Regions from separate parts of the Mus musculus genome. Here all the other regions are linked to region 2. The links are chromatin contacts, called in public HiChIP or PLAC-seq and promoter capture Hi-C maps. All regions are on one chromosome and are shown on one strand. The core of a region is the stretch at or near the end of the contact, and the rest is flanking DNA. Distances in the headings are between cores, read along the strand shown. Region 1 has its middle 18 kb from the start of Casp14. Region 2 holds the start of 2610008E11Rik (RIKEN cDNA 2610008E11 gene). Region 3 holds the start of Mier2 (MIER family member 2). Region 4 holds the start of Casp14 (caspase 14). Region 5 overlaps Slc1a6 (solute carrier family 1 (high affinity aspartate/glutamate transporter), member 6). Region 6 holds the start of Slc1a6 (solute carrier family 1 (high affinity aspartate/glutamate transporter), member 6). Region 7 holds the start of Plpp2 (phospholipid phosphatase 2).

Region 1 (3,162 bases), core at 45-2,544, 400 kb after region 2:
GGCCAGGGAGAGGGAGAGTGGGGTGAATTTTATTCCGACTAGATTGCCATCAGTATCAAAATCACTTCTACTTCTTTTGGTTTACAATTTAGTTATTTATAATATGTGTGTGAAGGGGTGTGCCTGCCACTGCACACACATGGAGGTCAGAGGACAACTTGCAGAAACTCATTCTCTCTACCATGTAGATCCTGGGAATTGAACTCAAGTTGTCAATATCAACAGCAGGCATCTTAACCTGCTGAGCCATCTCTCAGGTCTGGGGTTTCTGTTTTTGTCATGGTGGGACCAGCTGCTTGACCAATCCCCCTGAGAGATAAGTACAGATCCACACAGCAGTCTCATTTTCATTTTTGAAACTTCTAGGACCTCACATCAACTTTTCTTTTTACTTCCCAGACCTGGGCTGCTCAGAAGATCTCACAAGAATAATCTGTTAAAACCATAGCGTTGTAAACAGTTGTATAGTAGAGCACTTGCCTCATATATACAAGGCCACAGCTTACATTTGGAGCACTGTCAATAGAATGAAAAAGAGTCAGGGAAGAGTAAGAGAGGGAGGGAGGAGGGAGAAACAGAGTGAAGGAGGAGGAGGGAGAGTTGCCTCAGCAGCTAAGAGCACTTGCTGTTCTTGAGAGGACATGTGTTAAATTATAACTTATAACCTCCTTAAATCCAGTTCCAGGAAATCTAGAGCCATCTTCTGACCTCTATGTGTCAGACATGCACCATGGTGTACATACAAGAAAGCAAAACATTCATACATACACACAAAAATTTGGAGACTGGGTGTGGTGGCACATAATCCTCTAGTCCCAACGCTCAGGAGGCAAAGATATGCTGATCTCCATGAGTTTGAGGCCAGCCTGGTCTACATAGCAAGTTCCAGGCAAGCCAAGGCCACATAGAGAGACCTTGTCTCAAAAAAAAATGACAAGAACAAATTTTAATCTTGCACACACACCAAACCCTGACACTATTACTGATGCCATATTGTGCTGCAGACAGGAGCCTGGCATGGCTGTCCTCTGAGAGGCTCTAAAAGCAGCCGACTGAGACAAATGCAGATACTTACAGCCAACCATTGGATTGAGGTCAGAGACCCAGAGAAAAGTTAGGGGAAGGACTGAGATAGCTGAAGGGGATTGTAACCCCACAGGAAGAGCAACAGTGTCAACTAACCCTCAGAGCTCCCAGAGACTAAACCAAAAACCAAGGAGTATACATGGGCTGGTCCGTGGCCCTGGGCTCATGTGTAGCAGATGACTACCTTGTCTGGCCTCGGCAGCAGAGGATGTGATTAAGCCTGTGGAAACTCGATGCCTCAGAGAAAAGGGATGCTGGTGGGGGTATGTTGCCTGATGGGGAAGCATACTCACAGAGAATGGGGGTGGGGCAGAGAGAGGGAGATGGGGTGAAGAACTCAGGGAGAGAGGATCAAGAAGGAAGGCAACTTTTGAAATGTAAATAAATAAAATAGTTTAATAATAATAAAGAAAAAAATTTAAATGTATAAACAACATAACCAGAAAAAAATATTAGGGGAAAAATTAAAGAAATCCTAGCATTTCCCTTTTTTAACACTCATTTATTGAGTGGGTGGGTGGGTGCCGATATCCTTGGCATATCCTGTGTGAGGAGGTCAGAGGACAACTGTGGGAGCCAATCCTCCCCTTTCATAATATGAGTCCAAGAGAATGATCTCAGGTCATCCAGCTTAGAGACAAGTGTCTTTAGTTCCTGAGCCATCTCACTAGCCCAGCATTGCCTTTTTGCCTTTCTAATCCTCTATTGATCGTCTAGGCTCAAGTCTCTCTTTCTTAAAAGAGTTCTTCAACCTGAATGGTCCTTAGAAATATATACTACAAGAAATAAGCCAGACACAAAGCATGATTCCAGACAGTATCCAGGAAGGCAAGTTCAGAGATGGGCAGTGGGTGTGAGGTTATCAAAAGCTAAGGGCAGGGGAGAATTGGGAGTCACTGTTTAATTACATAAACGGTTCTATTTGGGGAGCAGGAGAGAGTCTCAGTGGTTAAAAGCACTTGATGCTCTTGCACCTGAATTTGGTTCCCAGCACACACAGTGGAAGACACACAACTACCCATAACAACAATTCTATGATGTGAGAGATTGTTTACTTTTAAAAATTAAACTTGGCACAAGCCCCTTCCAGTCCAAGCAGCACCTGGGTAGCTAGGGCACAGAGCCAGATGACACCTGCCAGCTACCCACAACACTGCCACTGGATCTTAAGACTTCTGAGGATAGGGATCTGCCCGGCAGGGGAGTGCTTTGCCTGAGCATCGGCAGCAGACATCTTGGTTCCGGGACCCTCCGAGTGTACCCTGCACAGACATCTTGGTTCCAGGACCCCGCTGAGTGTATCCTGCACAACTCCAGAGAATACCAGATGGCAAAAGGCAAACGTAAGAATCCTGCTAACAGAAATCAAGACCACTCACCATCATCAGAACGCAGCACTCCCACCCCACCTAGTCCTGGGCACCCCAACACAACCGAAAAGCTAGACCCGGATTTAAAAGCATATCTCATGATGATGGTAGAGGACATCAAGAAGGACTTTAATAACTCACTTAAAGAAATACAGGAGAACATGGCTAAAGAGTTACAAGTTCTTAAAGAAAAACAGGAAAACACATCCAAACAGGTGATGGAAATGAACAAAACCAAACTAGACATAAAAAGGGAAGTAGACACAATAAAGAAAACCCAAAGTGAGGCAACGCTGGAGATAGAAACCCTAGGAAAGAAATCTGGAACCATAAATGCGAGCATCAGCAACAGAATACAAGAGATAGAAGAGAGAATCTCAGGTGCAGAAGATTCCATACAGAACATCGGCACAACAATCAAAGAAAATACAAAATGCAGAAGAATCCTAACTCAAAACATCCAGGAAATCCAGGACACAATGAGAAAACCAAAACTACAGATAATAGGAGTTGATGAGAATGAAGATTTTCAACTTAAAGGACCAGTAAATATATTCAACAAAATTATAGAAGAAAACTTCCCAAACCTAAAGAAAGAAATGCCCATGAACATACAGGAAGCCTACAGAACTACAAATAGACTGGACCAGAAAAGAAATTCCTCCAGACACATAATAATCAGAACAACAAATGCACTAAATAAAGA
Region 2 (3,182 bases), core at 125-2,624:
ATCACCAAACGTTTTCATACTTAATTTAAGAAACTACTTGCAACTAGCTGGGGAGAGATGGTGCTTGCACTCAGTGGTTTGGGAATAGCCTCACACAATATTCACCTGGAGAGTTCTAAACCGTGTGTGTGTGTGTGTGTGTGTGTGTGTGTGTGTGTGCGTGTGTGAGTGTGTGTGTGTGCGCGCGCATTCGTGCATGCATGAGTGTGTGTGTATGTGTGAGTGTGTGTGCGTTTGTGCATGCATGAGTGTGTGTGTGTGGGGGGGGGAGTCCTACTCCCCCTACTCTGATTTCATTGAAACTAAAGTTTGGAGTATTTAAAAAGTCCTAGGGGGTTATAATGTGTGGCCAACTTAGATGCATGTGCGTCAGGGTCTTGGCTGAGTTAGCTGTTCATGATATCCATGTGTGCTACATGGCTTTGCCCACCACCACCTCACATCTCACTTTCAGGTATCCAAAATTGCTATGCCCAGCTGAAATCAAGACATACTCCTTATACGGCAACATTTCTGCAAAGCAAATGCATTCTTATTGGTCGGCACATCTCTCTAATTGTCATTTGCTTTTCTCTAAGATTTTTCAGAACAGTTTGGAATTTGGTCAAATTAGCACTCAAAAACAAAAGGAATGGAAATAATTTGCATGCATGTGGCGGCTCACTATACGTGTTCAATTTTTTTCTTCTATAAAGAGAAATAAATTATGCCATCATTGTTATTATAGTGAATTTTACCTGTTTAGATTTTTTTTTTTAAAGCTGACACTTCTCAGAATACATATATGTGATTCTGAGGAGAAAAGGGGGAGAGAAAATAGAACAGGGAATGATGAGAGCAAAGTATAATATAACAACACCCTTCAGAAGAAGTCACAATGCATACCTAAATAATTAACCAATTTTTCAGTTCTGTCTACCATGTTGCTTGTATCGGACATTGCTGCCTTACATGAATGCTTTTTATTTTGAAGCTTAGAGTTGGGAAAACACAGTTTAAAACTGTCATGATGTGATTTCCATTTGTGAATAAGATATATATATATATATATATATATATATATATATATATATATATATTCAGCCGTAAGTCCATAAATCCTTTAGCTCTATATCCAGGGCAATTGTTCAGTACTGGGCTCTGTTCTCTCACGGGGTTGGGAGCAGCCCTGCCTGACAACATCTGTGAGCAAGAACTTGCTTTTTATTTATTTATTTATTTTTATTTTTGCTTGATTCACGCACGAATTGGTTCTGTCTACTGTCACTCGTAGCCAAGCCCGAAATGCTATCCAATCGGATGCACTAGACTGAGAATTGCCCAATCATACACAGAGAGCGAGCATGGAGGGCGGGCCTTCGCTGCTCCGCTGTGGCCTTTGTCTGTCCCCGGCCATCTTAGATCTGTAGCCTCATCCAGTTCCGAAGGATCGGAAATCACTGAGGCCCCTGTCTCCTGTGACAGTCGCGGTGGGGAGGCCCGCGCAGGACGCAGGATGTCGGCAGAGCCTGTCATGGTGAGTGCGAGCGTCCTGCAGCGGGGAAGCTGTCTCTGCACCCTCCGCCGCCCCCGACCCCCCGGCCCGGTGCGCCTGCGCCGTTGTCAGGTCCTTCAAGGCTGGGCTGGAGGGTGGAGGTTGCTGGAGTCCACAACTTGCCCGCGAGGACTTTGAGGGAGATGGGTTTCCTTCAAGAGAGGAGCCGGGTCCGTGGATTCTGCAGTCCCTTATATGTAAAGGAGAAGCAGCTCAGCTCGGAGGCCAGTAAGCAAAGGAGAGCGCCCCTTCGGGGACATCCCTCTACTTTGATCACAGTTGCCTAAGAATTTCATGAGGAGGCTAAAAGAAACAAAATCAATTTATGACAGTGTCATCTGGTTGATTTTTTCGGTAAAGGCTCCCAGCAACTTGATGTCACTTAGCATCAACATTCAGTGCTTAAGCAGATTTTAAGAGTTGAGTAAAATTTGAAAATTAAGGTAAATGGTGCATGAGTTGGCTTACTTATTTCTCTGGTCTGTAGAAAACACTGGTCTCACCTCAAAAGGATTAGAGAGAGTTTATTCTGGGACAGATATGAGTCACCCTGTTCAGTAGCATGTATTTAAGTTGCCCTAAATCACATGTTTCAACGTGGATGTAGTTAGGTGAGGTTTTAATAGTGAAAAACAAAATCAAGGCATTTATCAAAGACACTGTGGACACATCAGGGTAGATAGGTTACATGCAGAGGAAGCTCTTACAGATATGAGAGATTATCTGGGGACACTCTTAGCTTTTGGCTTGGTGGAAGCTAGTGGTCTGCTCTGTGGACACATTCCCAAGTTTTCAGCTGCTAGTTGGTGTCCGACCACATAGAGAAGATGAATACTAACTGGATATTAAGGGACCTGATGATCGCAAAGAGTTCTAACTACATTTGCAATGTTCCAGCTCCACAGAATCATGAAGTTTTGATCAGCCAGGAAACCTTATAAAGTCTTTAGAACTCACTTGGAATTATTTTTGAGGAAAGGAGAGACTTAAGTTTCTACTCCTTAAGAATTTTCTGACTTGTGAGGCAGAGACAGGTGGATTTCTGAGTTTGAGGTCTACAGAGTGAGTTCCAGGACAGCCAGGGCAATACAGAGAAACCCTGTCTTGAAAACAGAACAAAACAAAACAAAACAAACAAAAAAACCAAACCAAAACAAAACAAAACAAAAAGAATTTTCTGGCTGGGGAGATGGTTCTGATAGTAAAGGCACATGCCATCAACTGTGACAGTGTGAATTGCATCCCTGGAACTCATGTGGTGGATGGAAAGAACCTATCCCAACAAGTTGAGGAATAATGGCTGCAAACTAGTAAAAGTCTTTTTAATAATTATGCTATCATGCTTCTATAAGAGCAGAAAACCAAGGATTAAAAAAAAGAAGAAGAAGAAGAAACCCACTATGGTTTCTAACATACATTAGTCTCAAGTCAGAGCTCAGGTATTTCTGTTAGAGCGGCATGATGTGATGGCATACACAATGCCTAGTGTGTGTGTGAGCGTAGGAAGGTGGCAGGGAAGGTGCTAAACGTAGCTGAAGTGAATGTGGCCAGAAACACCTGGATGCTTTATGTATTTGATTTTGACTTTCTTTTAAGTCACTGAGTATTACTATTATCCATTATCTTCTGACTTGTGTATTCAGTGACT
Region 3 (2,889 bases), core at 164-2,663, 460 kb before region 2:
CTCTCCTCTGACACTTCTGAAGAACACAGTCTCACCATTGAGCGGGACCTTCCCTTTTAGGCTGGGTCTGGAGCCCACACTTCTGTCAACAGTTTCTGAACTCTGGCCTGGATGAGAGATGTTGTCTAGGCATCACCTGAGGAAATGCTGAGTGTCCACCTCCCCTAATGATGCTCATATTTCCCAGCTGGCTGAAAGGTCACCTCAGTTCCCCATTGCAACTATCAGGTCCATGGGAAAGAAAGCCCTAACCTTGAAGAATCTTTCTGCTCATCCATTCATCCAATTGCTTAACCTTTGGTAATTGGTTAATTTGTGTGTGTTTGCTATTGTTGTTTGTCTTGACACATATAGGGTCTTACTACGTAGCCAAGGTTGTCCCAGAACTTGCTACATAGACCTCCAACTCACAGAGACCTGTTTGCCTCTGACTTCTGAGTGCTGGGATTAAAGGCTTGTGGCACCATACCCAGTAGCTTGGTTTCTTGAGGCAGGGTCTCGCTCCAAAGCCCATGCTAGCCTCAAACTGATAGTAACTCTCATGCCTCAGCCTCCTGGGCACTGGAGTTACAAGTATGGGCGACCATGCCTGGCTTTCTCTAGTGATCCTTGTCACAGTTCTCTTTTTGGGTTAGGACTGACTGACTCAGGTTCATGGAATGATGAACCCACCAAACGAGCAGGGGGCAGACTTTCTGTCTTGGGCAAATCCTCAGGGGTGGGAGACAGCTTTTGTGCTTGAACCTTAGTGGTGCCTTCACCTCCCAGCTTGGTCCTGGCCCCAGAGGGAAGGAAGAGTCATTTGGTGACTTGTGTAGACCAGAGGCCTTCACCTCTGCAAGCCTAGGTCTGCCCACCGGTCTGCCTCTCCCATTCTGTCTGCACCCTCCTGACAGCGAAAGTCAGGTTTGTGCACCTGTTCTGGAGGCTCTCATGCCCTGCTCTCTGTACCAGTGTCCTTCACCTCAGGACCACCCCCTCACCCCTAGACCATCCCTCACCTGTCAGTTGTTTCATCTCATTCTCCCTCATTTCAAGACATCCTCCCCTTCATCTCTGGACTATCCCCTCTCACCTCTAGTCCATTCCCCATCACTTCTGGACCTTCCCCTCACCTCCAGACCATACCCATTTCACTTCGGGACCCAAACCCCTCACTGCTAGATTGTCCCCTCACCTGTGGAACCTCTTCACTTGTAGACTGTTCTTCACCTGTGGCTTGTTCCCTGTTTGCGCCATCTCCCTCACCTGTGGACACACAGGAATCAGCTGATTGGCTGATGTACGGGCGTGGGGTACACCGGACCCAGGCTATAGATCTCCGCTCCTCGCCAGCACACCTACTACGCGCCTCCTGCGGCCCCGCCCCACTCCGCCTCCCAGCTCCTCCGCCAATAAGCGCGCGGCACCGCATCCGGGGACCCGCGCGGCCGCCGCCTCCCGCGCGCACGCTCGGCCATGGCGGAGGTGAGTGAGCGGCTGGGTAGCGGCCCCTCCCACACACTGCCCTGGGTCGACCTGGTCCGGCCCGTGCTCTCCCAGTCCGAGCGCCTCGAGCCTCCCCACTATTACCGGGCGGAGCATGAGCCCCGTGGGCGCCCGACGACCCCCCTTCCCCATCTCGGCTATGGTGCGCATGCGCGGGCGGGCGGGGGGGAGGGGCGCGAGGCGCGGGCGGCCGGGTGCGGGGCCGAGACCCGGGGCCGCGCGGCGGGAGGGCGCCGCGGACCGGGTGGGTGTGCGGCGCTGGCGTCTGGGACGGCGGCGCGGGGACCGCATTCCGGCGCGTTGGGGATGAGCAGGGCGCGGAGTCGGCGGCTCTCTGCGAGCGGAAAGTTTCGCGCGTGGAGTTCGTCTGGCTGTGGGAGCGAGAGCGCGGGCCTCCCCGCGGGTGCGGGGCTGCGGCGCACAGCCCAGAGCTGACCTGCACCTCGGGGTGCGGCCGCTGAACTCCGGGACCAGCCCCCAGCGACGCGCTGCGAATCCGCCACTCCGGTACTGGAACTCTGCACAGTGCGCGAGTGGGGCAGCTTGGGGCAGCAACAGGCCCGCGCGTGGGCCACAGGGTCGGGATCTGGGGGCCCCGTTGGACAACTCTGGCTGGTTGACTCAGAGGGTTCTTAGGGGTTTAGTTCCTTCTTTAGGGGGCCTTTGGGGAAGCAGACCTTCTGAAGACAAGATAGATCAACCGATACCCCTTTTGGGGCATGGCGGCCAAGTGGGTGCTCTTGGGCTGCTCTGCCCTGTGTGGCATGGGTGGTGGAGACTCCCCAGCCTGTGCTTACGTGCTCTCCTGGAGTCTAGGATTTGGAAGGGTTCTGCCTCAGTTTCCTCATCTTAAGTGGGAACCTGGTGGTGCCTTTCTATAACTGAGAGGGTGTTTTGCTGCATCCATGTTTTGAACTCATGAAAGTGGCAGTGGTTACATAGAAGTCCTCAGTGTCAGCTACTTGGTTAGTGTGTGTCTCAGCCATCTCTTTGAGCTGGTGGCTTGTCCCGTTCTTAGTCTAAGCCACACCTCTTCGCTGTGCCTATCCTTTGCAGTCCTCATGAGACCATCCAGCCCCTGGGTTTCTTTCTTGTAGTCGGAATTCCTACAGAGTTGCCTGTCAGTTGTCCCACTTCATCTGGTCTCTAGGACGCCACCTCTGACCCCAGCTGCCCAGCTCCCACCCGTTTTCTTCATTCCTGTCCCTTGGTTTAGCTCCCTTGTTTGTCCCATGTCCTAGCTCCATGTGGGTGGAGACAGGCTGAACCCGTCTCTCGGGATGTCCTAGCTGCCACGGTGGAGGGGCGAGGCTGGGACACCAGGGGCACGGGGCCCTTGCCTAGGTGTGGATGTGGGTCATTTCTCTTGAGAATGCTCTCTGACAACTCAGTATTCACTTG
Region 4 (2,948 bases), core at 74-2,573, 380 kb after region 2:
AAAAGCAGAGGATGGCAGCATCCATTTCTAATCCTAGCCGAGGAGAGGTGAAATCAGTTGGATATCAGGTGTTCGCCAGCCAATCAGTCTAGCTGAATCAGTGAGCTTGAAGCTCAGTGAGAGGCCGTGACTCATAACCTAAGGCGGAAAGCAATAGAGGAAGAGATCCAACACTGGTTTCCACACATGTGTATGCATGTGCATGCACTCACATACACACAATGTCACATATACGAACAAGCGTGGGTGGGCAAGATGGCTCAGTGGGTAATGGAACTTACTGCAAATGACCTGAGTTTGATCCCTTGGGCCAAAAGGTAGAGAGAATTCCCACAAGTTGTCTTCTGAGTTCCATATACATACTTTGGTATGTGGTGTGGTATGCAATTAATAACCAATATAAATGGAATAAAAATTACTTTAAGATGCATGGCTGGGGAGATGTCTCATCAGAGTTTTTCATACACAAGCACGAGGATCTAAATTCAAATCTCCAGAAACCATGTAAAAAGCCATACGGGGCCACATGCTCAGGTCTATAACCTTAGCACTGTTACAAACAGGAGGACTGCTGGGGATTGCTGCCTGCAAGCATAGTTCCTGGTTCAATGAGAGATCCTGCCAGTCTTTGAAAGGCAATGAGCATGTTCTAGAGTGCTGTACGGTGAAGAGTTCCTGGCCCTACTCTGTAAAGGTCTTAAAGCCAGCAAGTTGGGCATGCCAGTGGAAGAGCTGAATAGTATGAGTTTATCTCATGAAACCTGTCAACATAAAAATAAACATAAAACAAGATACTGGGATAGAACAAAAGGGGAAGAATAAGAGGAAGAGAAGAGAGCTGAGGAGGGGGCATAAAGCATCGTGGAGGACAATCCTGGATTTGAATGGTAAGTGCTGTCTGGGTGTTCTTGAGCTGTCACCTATTTGCACAGCCTTGAGCCTAGGCTTCAAAATGGGAGAGACAATGCTAATGTCTCCTGAGGACTCCTGAGGACTGGAGATGACGCGAAAGTGAAGCTGCTGCTATCTGCCTGATAGTGGAATGAGTGAACTGGTCTTGATGATAGAGATCTCATGTTAATGAGTTGAACCCGGGATAGAGAGCAGAGGGGGCCGTGTTTTGTTCCTTTTGGATGCTCTCCCTCAGGTAGGCCGGGAGGTGGTGCAGTGGGGGTGGGGTGGTGTCCACTGAGCCATGCCATCGTTCGTTCATTCATTCCATGGGCGTTTGACTCTGCTCCTACACCTGCCGCCAAGGGTGTGGCTCTCTTGTCACGAGGTGTCTTGGTGACAGAAAACTTGCAGACAATAAAGGTACAGAGTTTGTACTGCTCTAGTCACGGACAGGATCTCAGGAGAAGCTTGGGGAAACCTTTCCGTGCCCGCCCCTTCTTGGAGAGCAGCACGAGGCTCTAACTCCTCTTGAATGACAGCGCTGTTATCAGCAGCTTGGAGACAGACAAGCCAGGGCCTGATCCCAAGGAGAAGGAGCACCTGCTTCTACAGCCGGTGAGGGCTTTGCCAGTCACCTCTCTCTCTCTCTCTCTCTCTCTCTCTCTCTCTCTCTCTCTCTCTCTCTCTCTCTCTCTCTCTCTCTCTCTCTCCCCTTCTCTCTCTCCTTCTCCCTTCCCCCTCCTTCCCTCCCTCCTCCTTCCCTCCCCCCTCTGCCCTCCCTCTTTCCCCCTTCCCCTTTTCTATTCTGACAGAAATGAAGAAGTTTTCCATTTGTTCTAACAAATTCCTACACAGGCCCTTTCTTGTCTGTTCATTTGTTTATTTGTTTGCTCAACACGTTCTCCTCAAAACCTGCCTCTCCACCCATTCTGTCAGCCCTGATGGAGACACAGATAAAGACAGCAGGCTTTGGTCATGAAAACTCAGCTCAGCTACCAGTTCAGCCACTGGAGTAAGAATCGGGGAAGCACGGCTACTTCCTCTTCATGTCATTTTCTTCTTTCTAGTCTGAGAGACCTAATACTTAACATAAAATATGGGATGTTTGTTGTAAATTTTATTTGTACTTGTCAATACATCTGTCTTACACTCTTCATTACAGGCATGTAATCACAAAGATGATTAAAGCGATATTCAGTGAGTAGTTTGTAAAAACACACACATTGCCGTAATGCAAGTATAAACAGGCAAAGAAGGGAGCGGCATAGCCACGAGGCCAGTAGGGATCATGAAGCCTGGCTTAGTTTGCCTTTACTGCTGATGTACCTACTGCTATTCCCAGATGCAACCACTGAATCTCAGAGTGAGACAGAGTGAGAAGCTTATGTTCTTGGGATGGGACTGGGGTCTGCTATGTCTGAGTTCAGAGCTGGGCTCCTGTCACTTCCATAGTTACAGTATTTGTTTCCTCTTTCCTCATGGGGTGTGTGTGTGTGTGTGTGTGTGTGTGTGTGTGTGTGTGTGTTTTCATAGGGGAGAAAGTTGATGGTCATTCATGTCTGTCATAGAACTACATAAGGGCAAGGAGAAGGACTATCTAACATAATGTTTTCCCGGTGATTAATATATAATAAGCCCTCAGGAAACATATGCTTAATCAGTGGAGGAGAGTTAGATGCAACTGGGTGGGTAGATATGGACAACTAAGAGATTTATGGTTGGTTTATAGGTAAATGTGTAGAAGATTGTTTGATGGCTGATAGGAGAACATCTAAAGGCATAAGTGCACAATTGGACAGTTAGATATTAAAGTACATGGATGGATGGATGGATGGATGGATGGATGGATGGATGGATGGATGGATGATGGATGAATAGATGGATAGATGGATGGATAAATGGATGAATAACTGTTTAATAAGTGATTAATGGGTAAATAAGTAGATGGATAGACCCATGGCTGGATGGCCAGTATGTGTATGGATTGGTAGGTGGGTAAAAGTATGTGCAATGGAGAGAAGGCATAGCAGACATTATGTCACTCCAATCATAAG
Region 5 (3,107 bases), core at 329-2,828, 280 kb after region 2:
TACGAAGTCGGTCACTGGTGGAAGATAAATAGATTATTAGGGGGGCTGAAAAGCTCCTTTGAGAACCAAGTGTAAACTAGGAAGGCTTCCAGTCTAACCCATAACCACATGACCTTGAACAGGTCCAACTCTTCCTCAGTTTTCCTTCCTAACAGTATATCCCTGAAATCCTCAGATCTATTCTTTGATATCTGATTTTTGTCTATAAATATACTAACTTAGTGGTGGTTAGATATGAGAGTCTGATGTAGACTGTTAGATATTAGGATCTAACAGAGAGTCTTAAACATGAGTGTTTGATGCAGACTATTAGACTTGAATAATTGATATAGACTGCTACATATAAGTCTATGTAGATGTAGGATGGGCTGGAGACTGTCTATGTGGAATTGTAGTCCCTCTGTACAATGGGACTTTTTCTTGCCCACAAATACCACATGGGGATGAAAGTCAACATTTTATGTGAATTCCATGTTATAAAAAAAGAAATGAGAGAGATAAGGAATGGTGAAAGGACAAAGTGATGCAGGAAGGAGAAAGAGAAAGGAAGGAAAGAAGGAAGGAATCAAGGAAAGAAAGAAGAGGACAGGAGGGAGACAGGGAAGGAAAGAAAGAAGAGGAAATGGAAGATAGGAAAATGAGAGAGGGAAGAGGAGGAAAGGAAAGAAAGGGAAGGAAGAAAAGAGAGAGCAGGAGAAGGGAGGGATAGGGATTAGAGAGTGGCTCCTCCCAGCTGAACTATGGGCTAGTGATAGATTCTGTGAAAGGAGGAGTCTTGTCTTCAGGTGTGCACCCTCTCATAAGCTCCATGGCATAGTCTGAAACCAAGACACACAAATGGCTCTGTTCCAACTCAGTAGGTCACAAATGACAATGTGAATGTGGAAGGAGAGTTGTAGTGAAGAAGGTTGACAGGGATGAAAAGGAGTTAAGGGGTGGGGGAGGATTGTATACATATATGAAACTGTCAAAGAAAAATCTAATTAGTGAAAAAGAACAGAGGGAAGGAAGGGAGGAGGGAAAAGGTGAGAAAATGTGCCTGGTCATAACATTCAGATTGTAAGTCCACCAAGATTATTTTGTCCATCACCACAAGTGATTTTATAAGCCAAAATTCTTCACTATTTAATGCAACAGGCAACCTGTGTTTTCTTCTCTCTTCTAAAATTCTTCAAAATTAGCATTTTCACTAAGAAAAATATTTTAAATTTTTTGAGTTCAAAAAAAATATGTTTAAACACCTTTATAAGATTTCTACAAGAAACAGGCTGAAGAGAAGTTAGCTGGCTCTTGGACAGAGACCTCCTATTCTGAATCTTCCCCACTCCAGGTCCCAAAGATAACAAAACTATGAGCTTGGAGTCTAGAGGCCATAACTAGAGAGCCATCCCAATGCCTCCCTCACCATCTAACATTCTACAACTCTGTCCTTGCAAAATCCTTTAGGAAAAAGTTATGAGAAGAGATAGTCCAGGGTTAAACCCAAAGCAAACTCACAGGAACCAATCCACAGCTATGATCAGTGTGATGTCCTCTGTGGGCAGGCCGACGGATGTGAGCACAATCACCATGGTAACCAGTCCTGCCTGGGGGATGCCAGCTGCTCCTACGCTGGCAGCTGTGGCTGTGATGCTGCAAACGGGAAGAGAGTCAGGAATCCGGGAGGAAAGACTGAACAGAAAATTGGAGGAAGATCAGGCAGGAAAAAGCATCTTAAATTAAATTCCCAAGCTAACACAGAAAGAAAAACATTACATTATTTCACATTTGATATGAAACTAAATTTTAAAAGTTGACATCATGAAAGCAAAATGTGTGATGCTGGGCAGACTGGCTGGGAGATGGGGAATGTCTGTCAAAGAGTCAAAATGTCTAAACAGCAGATGATTAAGTTCTGGGGAGTTCTGGGATGAATGTACATCATGGAGAGTGTGGCCAATGACACTGCGTTTGTATTTGAACTTTTCAAGAGAATAGTCCTTAAGTCTGTTCTCACCATCAAAAAAAGATAAAGATAATGGAAGGAGGGAAGAACAGAAGAACAAACAGAAAGAGGAGGGGAAGGAGGCAAAAGCAAGGAAGGGAAGGAGTGAGAGAAGAGAGAGCCAGAAGGAGGGGGAAAGAAGGGAGGAAATGAGAAAAGGAGAGGACATCAGGATTAGAAGGAAAGGTGGAAAAGGACAGGAAGACAGGATTAAAGGAGAGAGTGGAAAAGAAGCAAGGAGAAGAGAAATAAGTGGAGAGAAGAGAAGACACAGGCAGCAAAGGAGGAGGTAATGGGGGAGGACAGAAGAAAACTATAGGGGGAGATAGATGTAGTAATCAGCCTGACTATGATGATCATTTCACAAAGCACACATTCAGCAAATAATCATGAAATATACCTTAAATATATGCAACCTTTGTTGGCTATCATGCAGAAAAGCTGTGGCTGGAAAAGACAGTAACTAATTTTTAAGTTGGCAAATACAGCTTACCACAATGGAGGTAAAAACATTCTGGCCCATCTTAGGCTTTGAGCCTATTTTTTTCTTGATTTTTTTAAGTTGTTTTCTTAATTTCATATGCATGAATGTTTGCCTGCATGTATGTTGTGCACTGTATGTGTGCCTGATGTCTATGAAGGCCATAAAAGAGCATTGGGTCCCCTAGAACTGGAGTGAAAAGCAGTTGTAAGCATCATGTAAGTAGTGGGAATCAAACCAAGGTCCTCTGGGAGAGCAGTAAGTGCTCTTAACCACTGAGCCATCTCTCAAGCCCATCAAATAATTCTTAAAAATAAAGTAGAAAGCTAAGGATATATCTGAGTGGTAGAGCACCTATCTTAGCATATACAAATCCCGACTGCCATTTCTAGTCCTGAAAATTAATATGAAGTTTAAGTAGGTTCTACTGGGTCACAGGTGGCCTGTGTTAAAATTCCAATATCAAGGTCTGACCACCTCTCCACCCACATTCTCTGCAGTACCAGAAACAAACAGTTAGGAAGATGGCATAACTGACTCTTGACCATCCACCAGCAGATACAAAAAGATGCAGAGACCCGTAGCCAAACATCAAGCGGAACTCAGGAAGTCTTGTGGAAGAGTGGGGTTATAACTGAGCAA
Region 6 (3,147 bases), core at 648-3,147, 320 kb after region 2:
AAAAAGGGGCACAGTGTGTTCTAACAAACCCCTCAGGAGAAGAAATGTACATTGCTACACTGACCATACATTGGCTATAGATGTGAAATAACACCAACTCCATAAAATACACATCATCCTGAGATGGAAGGTTCATCCAAAAGCAGATCTGTGTGAGCCAGGCGTGGTGGTAGTCTCAGCACTTGAGAAACAGCAACTAAGTGGCAAGTCTCAGGCCAGCCTGGGCTACACAGGGAGCTCTTTTCTTCTGATAGAGAGGGTGAGGAGGAAGTGAAAGAGGAAAGGAGGAAGGGAAGGAGTGAGGGAGGGAAAGAGAGAGAGCAAGAACGAGAGAGAGAGAGAGAGAGAGAGAGAGAGAGAGAGAGAGAGGAGTGTTGTTGGTATTTCTTAACCAGAATGCAGTGTGATATGGCCTTGGAGGTTAGCTTCAACCTTTAGGAAAGGAATACACAAGAAACGATCTTTTTGTTTGTATTTTTCATGTTTTCTTTTTCTTTGTTGATGCAGCCTGAAACAGTGCAGGTGTGTGTGTGTGTGGGGGGGGGGGGGGGTAAATAGGTTCATTTTTATCTTATGTGTGTGAGTGCTAGAAGAGGGTATTAGAGCCCATGAAACAGGCAACCAAACCAGGGAAGTCCTCTTTACCACCGAGCCATCTCTCCAGCCCTAAAGCTGTAAGCTTAAATGGCCTGTTTTTTCTCTCCTCCCTCCATTCTCAGGCCTATAACTAAGCCATCTCCAGGGCCTTTTCTTGCACAAACGATGGCGGGCTAAAGGAAGATTCTTTGTTTAAATAACATCATATATTGATGCTATGCTACCTGGAGGAGTAAGTGACAGACGGGAAAGAGGCAAGATAGACATCATTCATCACACACTCACTTGAATACAGACAGCGTCACATCCTGTGTGCAACTGACACCTATGTACTCCTTTATGGACATGCAGTCCCACGCAGACTCTTCAGACATACAGCCACACACCCTCCAGAACTGTGAATCCATACGCGCCATGCCAAACACATATTTCCTCCCCACAAACAAACCTTTGCTACAGTCATGCACACCAGAAGACAGATAACCTCTCTCACACCGTCAGAAATACAACCAACCCCATACATTCAGCATTAGACATACAAAGTCTACACAGAGAAACACACACATGCGCGCCAGCACGCGCGCGCCACCACCATGCACACCATGAAACTCAAAGCCACACACTTTGAGCCTCCTGCACAAGTACCCCATGCAAATGAAACTCCGTGGACAATGATGTTCACCAAAGTCTTAGGCACACAAGCACATGCTCACCCAAAAATAAATAACACAGTACAACCACAATCGCACCTCCATACCCAGCTCCCTTGGAATGATGGTCGGTCTTAACCACAGCAGGCATGTCTGGAGTTGGATTATGAACCCCTGGTAGGGAAAATGGAGTCCAGCCAAAGAAATAGGAGAGACATCATATTCAGTATTGGAAATAGGACTGCCTGGGAGTTGAGGTTGCTGAATGGGGAGTTCTGGAGATGGGAAGGAGACCCAGGGATCTAAAGTAAGGAAACTCACCAGAGTGGCAGGGCAGAGGCAGGCTCAGCACCTATAACGGGACTGGAAAGCACTGAGGAAAGGTAATGAGAAAGTGGAGACCTGTGCACAGGGAATGACTCGGACCCAGAGCCAACCCTACTCAGGATAAATGTCCCACTCACCAGCCTCGGGTCAGCGGGGCCGCCTTGCCCGCGCCTTGGCCTGCGCGCTGCGCCGGGATGCAGAAGCCAGAACCCGCTGAAGGACCTGGCCGGGTCCGCAGGGACCCTCCAGGGACCCGCGCTGTGTCTGCGTTGGGGACCCGAAGACAGAGAGAGCGACGCGGAACAGGGATGCGCTATGCAATCGGAGGAATGCAGGCTGGCCTTGAGCTCACGTGGGTGCGGGGGGCGCGGGGCCGGGGCGGGGGGCGGGACCCCCTCGGGGATGTCCCCCTGCCGCAGCTGCTCAGGAGCTCCGGGACGCGGGGCGGGCGGGGTGACCGGCCTCTCCCGCACAGCCTCCGCCCCCGCGCCGAGCCGCGCCTCCGAGCCCGCCCCCTGCCCCTCCCGAGTCCTCCGAGGCCAGCAGGCCTCCTGGGATGTTGGGGTACCCAGCCCTGTTACCGCTGGGAGAGCGCCCACATCCTCAGCGTGGGTCTGAGGCAGGGGGAGGGAAGACAGCCCGCATCGGGTGACCACAGCCACCACGTGGGCTCGCTGCCCAGCTTCTCCCTCAGGTGCACCTTTCTGGCTTTGGCCACTTTACTGCTGTGTCCCTCTCGGCCAGTCCCTCTCCCTCTCTGAGCCTGGCCTCCTCGCTGAAACAAGGGAGGTGACTTGGCCGACCTGAGAGAAAATTACAGCTGAGGAAAGTAAAGCGAACGTGAAAACGCTCTCTGCAGCATGAAGCGCTGTGCAAATCGAAACCTTTCATAATTGCTGTTACTGTTGTAATTAATGGTATCCCTTGCAATCTGCAGCGTATCTGCGACACTGTGGAGCTGGCATCTTCCTCCAGGTTGACACTGACTTGGTAGCTTCCAGCACATTAGTTCTTCTGAGAACTGAGCCTCTTTACAGAGTTTGACACCAACCCCAGCGGGATAATAAAAATCAACCCGGAAGACACTGGTTAGATGGCTTACTACTGCTTGCAGGGCAAGGCTGGCAACCTGAGTTTCATTCCTAGAACTTACGTAATGGTGAAGGAGAGAACCAACAAGGAGAGAACCAACACCAGATCTCCACGGATGTGCCGTGGCAAGCTCACAATACAAACATGTACTGTAGTGTAGTCAATCGATGTTCGTTGTTGTTATTACTGTGCTATTATTGATGGCAACATCATGCATCTGGAAGATTCCTTGAGTTCTATTTCATTTACATAGCCATACTAAACACACGTTACCACCCCAGTTTGCAGACAAAGTGACAGGTTCTCATAAAATAGCACAGCCTTCAGAGCTGTCCAGTCGTTGTACTCAGAGCCCTGGCCCTAATCCTTGAACACTTGCTAAACAAGGTAGTTCTCAGTCTTACCTGGACCTTTTAAACACAAGGAGAACAGTTTTAAATTCTGATGCCAAATCAAAACTGCACTGGGATTCTACCCCACA
Region 7 (2,893 bases), core at 353-2,852, 440 kb before region 2:
CCTTTATCACCTCCTCTTTCCTGGCTCTCCTTTCAGCACATAGTAGGTACTCAGTGCTGCCCTGACCTGCTAAGACTTTCCTATGGTTAGGTCCCAGTAAACAGCGGTTAAAGGGGGTATTACAGATGCCACTGGTCATATGAACTGTCAGGAGCTAGGGGGACATGTCACACATATGGTAGGGTGACTTTGGCACCTCTGAGTCCATGTGCTATAGACATATGGGTGGATGTGAGGTTGAATGCTGGCGTTGGGGACCTCTGCTTCAGTTAGTGTCCTCTCACCAGAGCCCAGCCTGCCCTTGTCTTTAAAGGGTCAGACCTGCCACATAGGTGTCAGGTAGGCATGGGGGAGGGACATGAATGAAGACCTGAAGCCAGGTTTCTGCACAGTCCTTGTCCAGTCCTGTGTGTAGCACAGGTTACAGTGTATTGAAAGCTCTGCCTGCCCATTTTATAGGCCACTTTCTAGGATGCAGGGACCCTCCCTTACCCCGAACAGGTCACTGCATGCTGCTCCCCCCCAGCACCAAAGCACAGGCACTTGGGTTCTCTGAGGACCTCTCAGGTCAACTCTGCCTAGGTGACATCCTGCAGGAGAGAAGGTCAGGGGAGACCTTTTGGACCTTCAGCAAGGGGTTGTCTCTTTCCTGACCTTCCCTGCCCTCAAGTCTCAAACATCCTGGACTCAAGTCAACCTTGTGGTGGAGGAAGGTCTGACTGGCTCTGAGTGTGGCCTCCGTGGAGGCATCAAGGAGCTGGAGTCTCTGGAGTGGAGGCTTCACGCTGTGGCCTCTTACAAAGGATTCAGTGTGGGTTTTGGAGATCCTGGCCTTTCTTTCCAGAGTCTACATGCCCTTGGCTCCCAAGTGTCCCTGGCCCAGGGTCTCAGGACACCCCCTGAACAGGGTAGGCTGGGTCCCACCCATCATAGGTCAATTTCAGAATCTCTGTGGCATTCTCTAGAGTGGATACAGCCTGTGTTAAGGCATGATCCTGACCTTCCCACCATGAAGGGTCTTGAAACCTTCCAACCTGACAGCAACTACAAGATGCTACTTTAGAGGGAAGGTGGGCTTCTGCCTGAGTTTGGTCATCCCATGCTAAGGTACTTATGGGTTTAGAAGTGTCACTGTGTCCAGCACAGGTGCCCTCCTCTGGAAAGGTTGAGATCAACTTAGGAGTGCTGCCCAGGCGGTTGTCGGCTTGCCCTCTCTGCAACTCTGCATTATCACTGCAGAACCCCGCCCAAGTGTTGGGGACACCTGGGTGACCTCCAGCCTACAGTCTTGAGTTCTGGTGGCCCCTCCCAGCTGGAAGACTCCTTTCTGCATGGAGACCCCAGTCAACACTTCTGAGTCTTGTTCTCAGCCCTGAGATTCTCGGATCCCAGCTTGGAGATCCCTCCCAAATAGGGGACTTCAGTTTGTCCTGAGACACGCTCCCACACCCGCCCATCCCAGCCCCTGCCCCTGCGCGCCCGGGTCAAGGTGGCAAACACACCCCTCAGGGCCTCCGCCCTCTCCTGCCCTCCCGCCTCCGCACTTTCTCTTCATGCCACGCCCTCCCTCAGCCCCGCCTCCGCCTCGCCCGGGCCCTTTCGTCAAGCCCTGCCCTTTCCCTGGGTCCGGCAGTCTCCACCGCCATGTGATCCTGGGGCTGCCGGGACAGCTGGGGCAAGCGGGGGTCGCGGGCGTCCCTGGGCCGGGGCGACATGGAGCGGAGGTGGGTCTTCGTGCTGCTGGACGTGCTGTGCGTGTTGGTCGGTAAGAGCCTCAGCCCCGGGTGCGGGGACTTTTTCCCAGGTGCACACTCCCTCGGTCCCTCTGGCCAGTGTGCGTTAGAGATGCGGACGATGGTGACCAATGCTTTACACTTCCCTGTGAGCACCCCGCCAGCCCTCCTGGGCTCCTGGCGGGATCGGGGCTGCCTGTCTACCTGTAGCTGTTCCTGGGTGGAGGGTCCTGGCAGCAGGAAGTCGCTCGAGTGCCGCGGAGCGATGTGACTCACACGGGCGGGGCAGAACCAAGACCCTGCAGGCCAGTGACCCATGGCCAAGGTCCAGCACTGTGCCCTCGGGAGGCGGGGACAGCTAGGCTCGCACAGACAAACCTGCCATTCCGGTTCAGGCCGCTGGGAGGAGCGTCCCGAACCCCCCAGGCTCGAACAAAGGCCAAGTGTTCGTTGGGGCCCAGGGGACAGTGGCTGGATTCTAACCCAAGGCGGTGACGGTGACGGGGTGCCTCTATCTTCCTTCATTCTGCATCTCCCTCCCCTTCCACCTTCCATATCCCGGAAGGATACTCATTTTAGCTGGGCCCGTTGGCAGCCAGAAAGCCCGTGGGACACCCCTCAGCCATTGGCACCCTTTTTAAGTGTATGGGTTTGTAGAACCATTTCTGTTGCTTTAACTGTATGCCAGGGACTACAGGACTTGGAAATAGTCTACATTTTTCCTTGGAAAGTCCTGAGTCCCCAGGGGCGGAGCTACCTGGGAAGTCACAGCAGCAGGAGGAGGCCTATGCCTCTGAGTGGCTGAATGAACACTGGAGTCAGTGCACACTTTGGGTGGTGATAGGGAAGCCTTGCAGCCAGAGTGAAGGAGGCCCTTTCCTGTTGGTGGGAACAAAGTACCCTACAAATACCCACTGCAGGTGGAGGAAGAAGAGGGGACACAGCTGGGAGCCAGTGTCCTGGCCCACACCTGCCATGCAACCCAGCCATGTTCAGGGCTTTAGGTTCGTCCAGACCTTGCACAGCTGTGGTCTGCCTGGCTTGTCTGCTGAGGATTCACTAACTTCAGTTGTCTTCAGTGTTGCTCTCTACCACCAGATCCTTGGAGTTTACCTCCTCCTATGCAGAAGATGTGTGTTTCCCCTGATCTCTCACATCCT

What was found. Promoter capture Hi-C pulls out the DNA fragments that hold promoters and counts their contacts. HiChIP or PLAC-seq counts read pairs in DNA pulled down with a chosen protein or histone mark.
Region 1: an H3K27ac HiChIP or PLAC-seq map of the NIH/3T3 cell line shows a contact between it and region 2, with 5 times the contacts expected there. The contact joins the enhancer-like site here to the promoter of 2610008E11Rik in region 2. A contact is called at or near these places in 11 of 39 promoter capture datasets (the 3T3-L1 cell line, the C10 cell line, HPC-7-derived erythroid cells and 6 more), 1 of 15 datasets of contacts at CTCF or cohesin (the NIH/3T3 cell line), 4 of 115 datasets of contacts at active chromatin or transcription factors (the NIH/3T3 cell line, embryonic fibroblasts, embryonic limb bud and 1 more) and 1 of 9 other capture datasets (adipose tissue).
Region 3: a contact with region 2 is called in an H3K27ac HiChIP or PLAC-seq map of cardiomyocytes, with 5 times the contacts expected there. The contact joins the promoter of Mier2 here to the promoter of 2610008E11Rik in region 2. A contact is called at or near these places in 2 of 115 datasets of contacts at active chromatin or transcription factors (cardiomyocytes and stem cell-derived neural progenitor cells).
Region 4: a contact with region 2 is called in a promoter capture Hi-C map of stem cell-derived epiblast-like cells, with 9 times the contacts expected there. The contact joins the promoter of Casp14 here to the promoter of 2610008E11Rik in region 2. A contact is called at or near these places in 16 of 39 promoter capture datasets (the 3T3-L1 cell line, the C10 cell line, the HPC-7 cell line and 11 more), 1 of 15 datasets of contacts at CTCF or cohesin (the NIH/3T3 cell line), 3 of 115 datasets of contacts at active chromatin or transcription factors (the NIH/3T3 cell line, embryonic fibroblasts and embryonic midbrain) and 2 of 9 other capture datasets (adipose tissue and pancreatic islet).
Region 5: a contact with region 2 is called in an H3K4me3 HiChIP or PLAC-seq map of forebrain, with 7 times the contacts expected there. The contact joins the enhancer-like site here to the promoter of 2610008E11Rik in region 2. A contact is called at or near these places in 7 of 115 datasets of contacts at active chromatin or transcription factors (VIP interneurons, bone marrow-derived macrophages, differentiating embryonic stem cells and 3 more) and 3 of 9 other capture datasets (adipose tissue, embryonic stem cells and liver).
Region 6: a contact with region 2 is called in an H3K27ac HiChIP or PLAC-seq map of embryonic stem cells, with 5 times the contacts expected there. The contact joins the promoter of Slc1a6 here to the promoter of 2610008E11Rik in region 2. A contact is called at or near these places in 17 of 39 promoter capture datasets (the C10 cell line, the HPC-7 cell line, HPC-7-derived erythroid cells and 13 more), 2 of 15 datasets of contacts at CTCF or cohesin (the NIH/3T3 cell line and large pre-B cells), 20 of 484 Hi-C or Micro-C datasets (the AML12 cell line, the CH12 cell line, DN3 thymocytes and 12 more), 30 of 115 datasets of contacts at active chromatin or transcription factors (bone marrow-derived macrophages, craniofacial prominence, differentiating embryonic stem cells and 17 more) and 4 of 9 other capture datasets (adipose tissue, embryonic stem cells, liver and 1 more).
Region 7: a promoter capture Hi-C map of embryonic stem cells shows a contact between it and region 2, with 2.2 times the contacts expected there. The contact joins the promoter of Plpp2 here to the promoter of 2610008E11Rik in region 2. A contact is called at or near these places in 1 of 39 promoter capture datasets (embryonic stem cells), 1 of 484 Hi-C or Micro-C datasets (rod photoreceptor), 6 of 115 datasets of contacts at active chromatin or transcription factors (astrocytes, embryonic stem cells, large pre-B cells and 2 more) and 1 of 9 other capture datasets (liver).

What each region holds. Positions count from the first base shown.
Region 1 is chr10:78,699,178-78,702,339 of GRCm38.p6, reverse strand. No RefSeq gene overlaps it. Among named protein-coding and RNA genes, the nearest start is that of Casp14, 18 kb to the left of the region's middle. Within about 2 kb of position 1,294, at least 5 of the 459 cell types and tissues checked have an H3K27ac peak or open chromatin away from gene starts, as enhancers often do. A contact at or near this core is called in the NIH/3T3 cell line and cancer-associated fibroblasts, where this site is marked.
Region 2 is chr10:79,095,792-79,098,973 of GRCm38.p6, reverse strand. It overlaps 2610008E11Rik (RIKEN cDNA 2610008E11 gene), which reads left to right and starts at 1,374. Exons shown (of 6, transcript NM_001004362.2): 1 at 1,374-1,516. The coding sequence starts at 1,496.
Region 3 is chr10:79,553,652-79,556,540 of GRCm38.p6, reverse strand. Mier2 (MIER family member 2) reads left to right here and starts at 1,413. Exons shown (of 14, transcript NM_001316699.1): 1 at 1,413-1,467. The coding sequence starts at 1,459.
Region 4 is chr10:78,716,668-78,719,615 of GRCm38.p6, reverse strand. Casp14 (caspase 14) reads left to right here and starts at 1,323. Exons shown (of 7, transcript NM_009809.5): 1 at 1,323-1,509.
Region 5 is chr10:78,811,327-78,814,433 of GRCm38.p6, reverse strand. Slc1a6 (solute carrier family 1 (high affinity aspartate/glutamate transporter), member 6) reads right to left here. Exons shown (of 10, transcript NM_009200.3): 9 at 1,498-1,632; 10 at 1-14. Among named protein-coding and RNA genes, the nearest start is that of Slc1a6, 32 kb to the right of the region's middle. Within about 2 kb of position 1,578, at least 43 of the 459 cell types and tissues checked have an H3K27ac peak or open chromatin away from gene starts, as enhancers often do. A contact at or near this core is called in VIP interneurons, forebrain and neural progenitor cells, where this site is marked.
Region 6 is chr10:78,779,246-78,782,392 of GRCm38.p6, reverse strand. Slc1a6 (solute carrier family 1 (high affinity aspartate/glutamate transporter), member 6) reads right to left here and starts at 1,897. Exons shown (of 10, transcript NM_009200.3): 1 at 1,712-1,897. It also overlaps a transcript of Ccdc105 not described here.
Region 7 is chr10:79,532,496-79,535,388 of GRCm38.p6, reverse strand. It overlaps Plpp2 (phospholipid phosphatase 2), which reads left to right and starts at 1,602. Exons shown (of 6, transcript NM_015817.3): 1 at 1,602-1,765. The coding sequence starts at 1,714.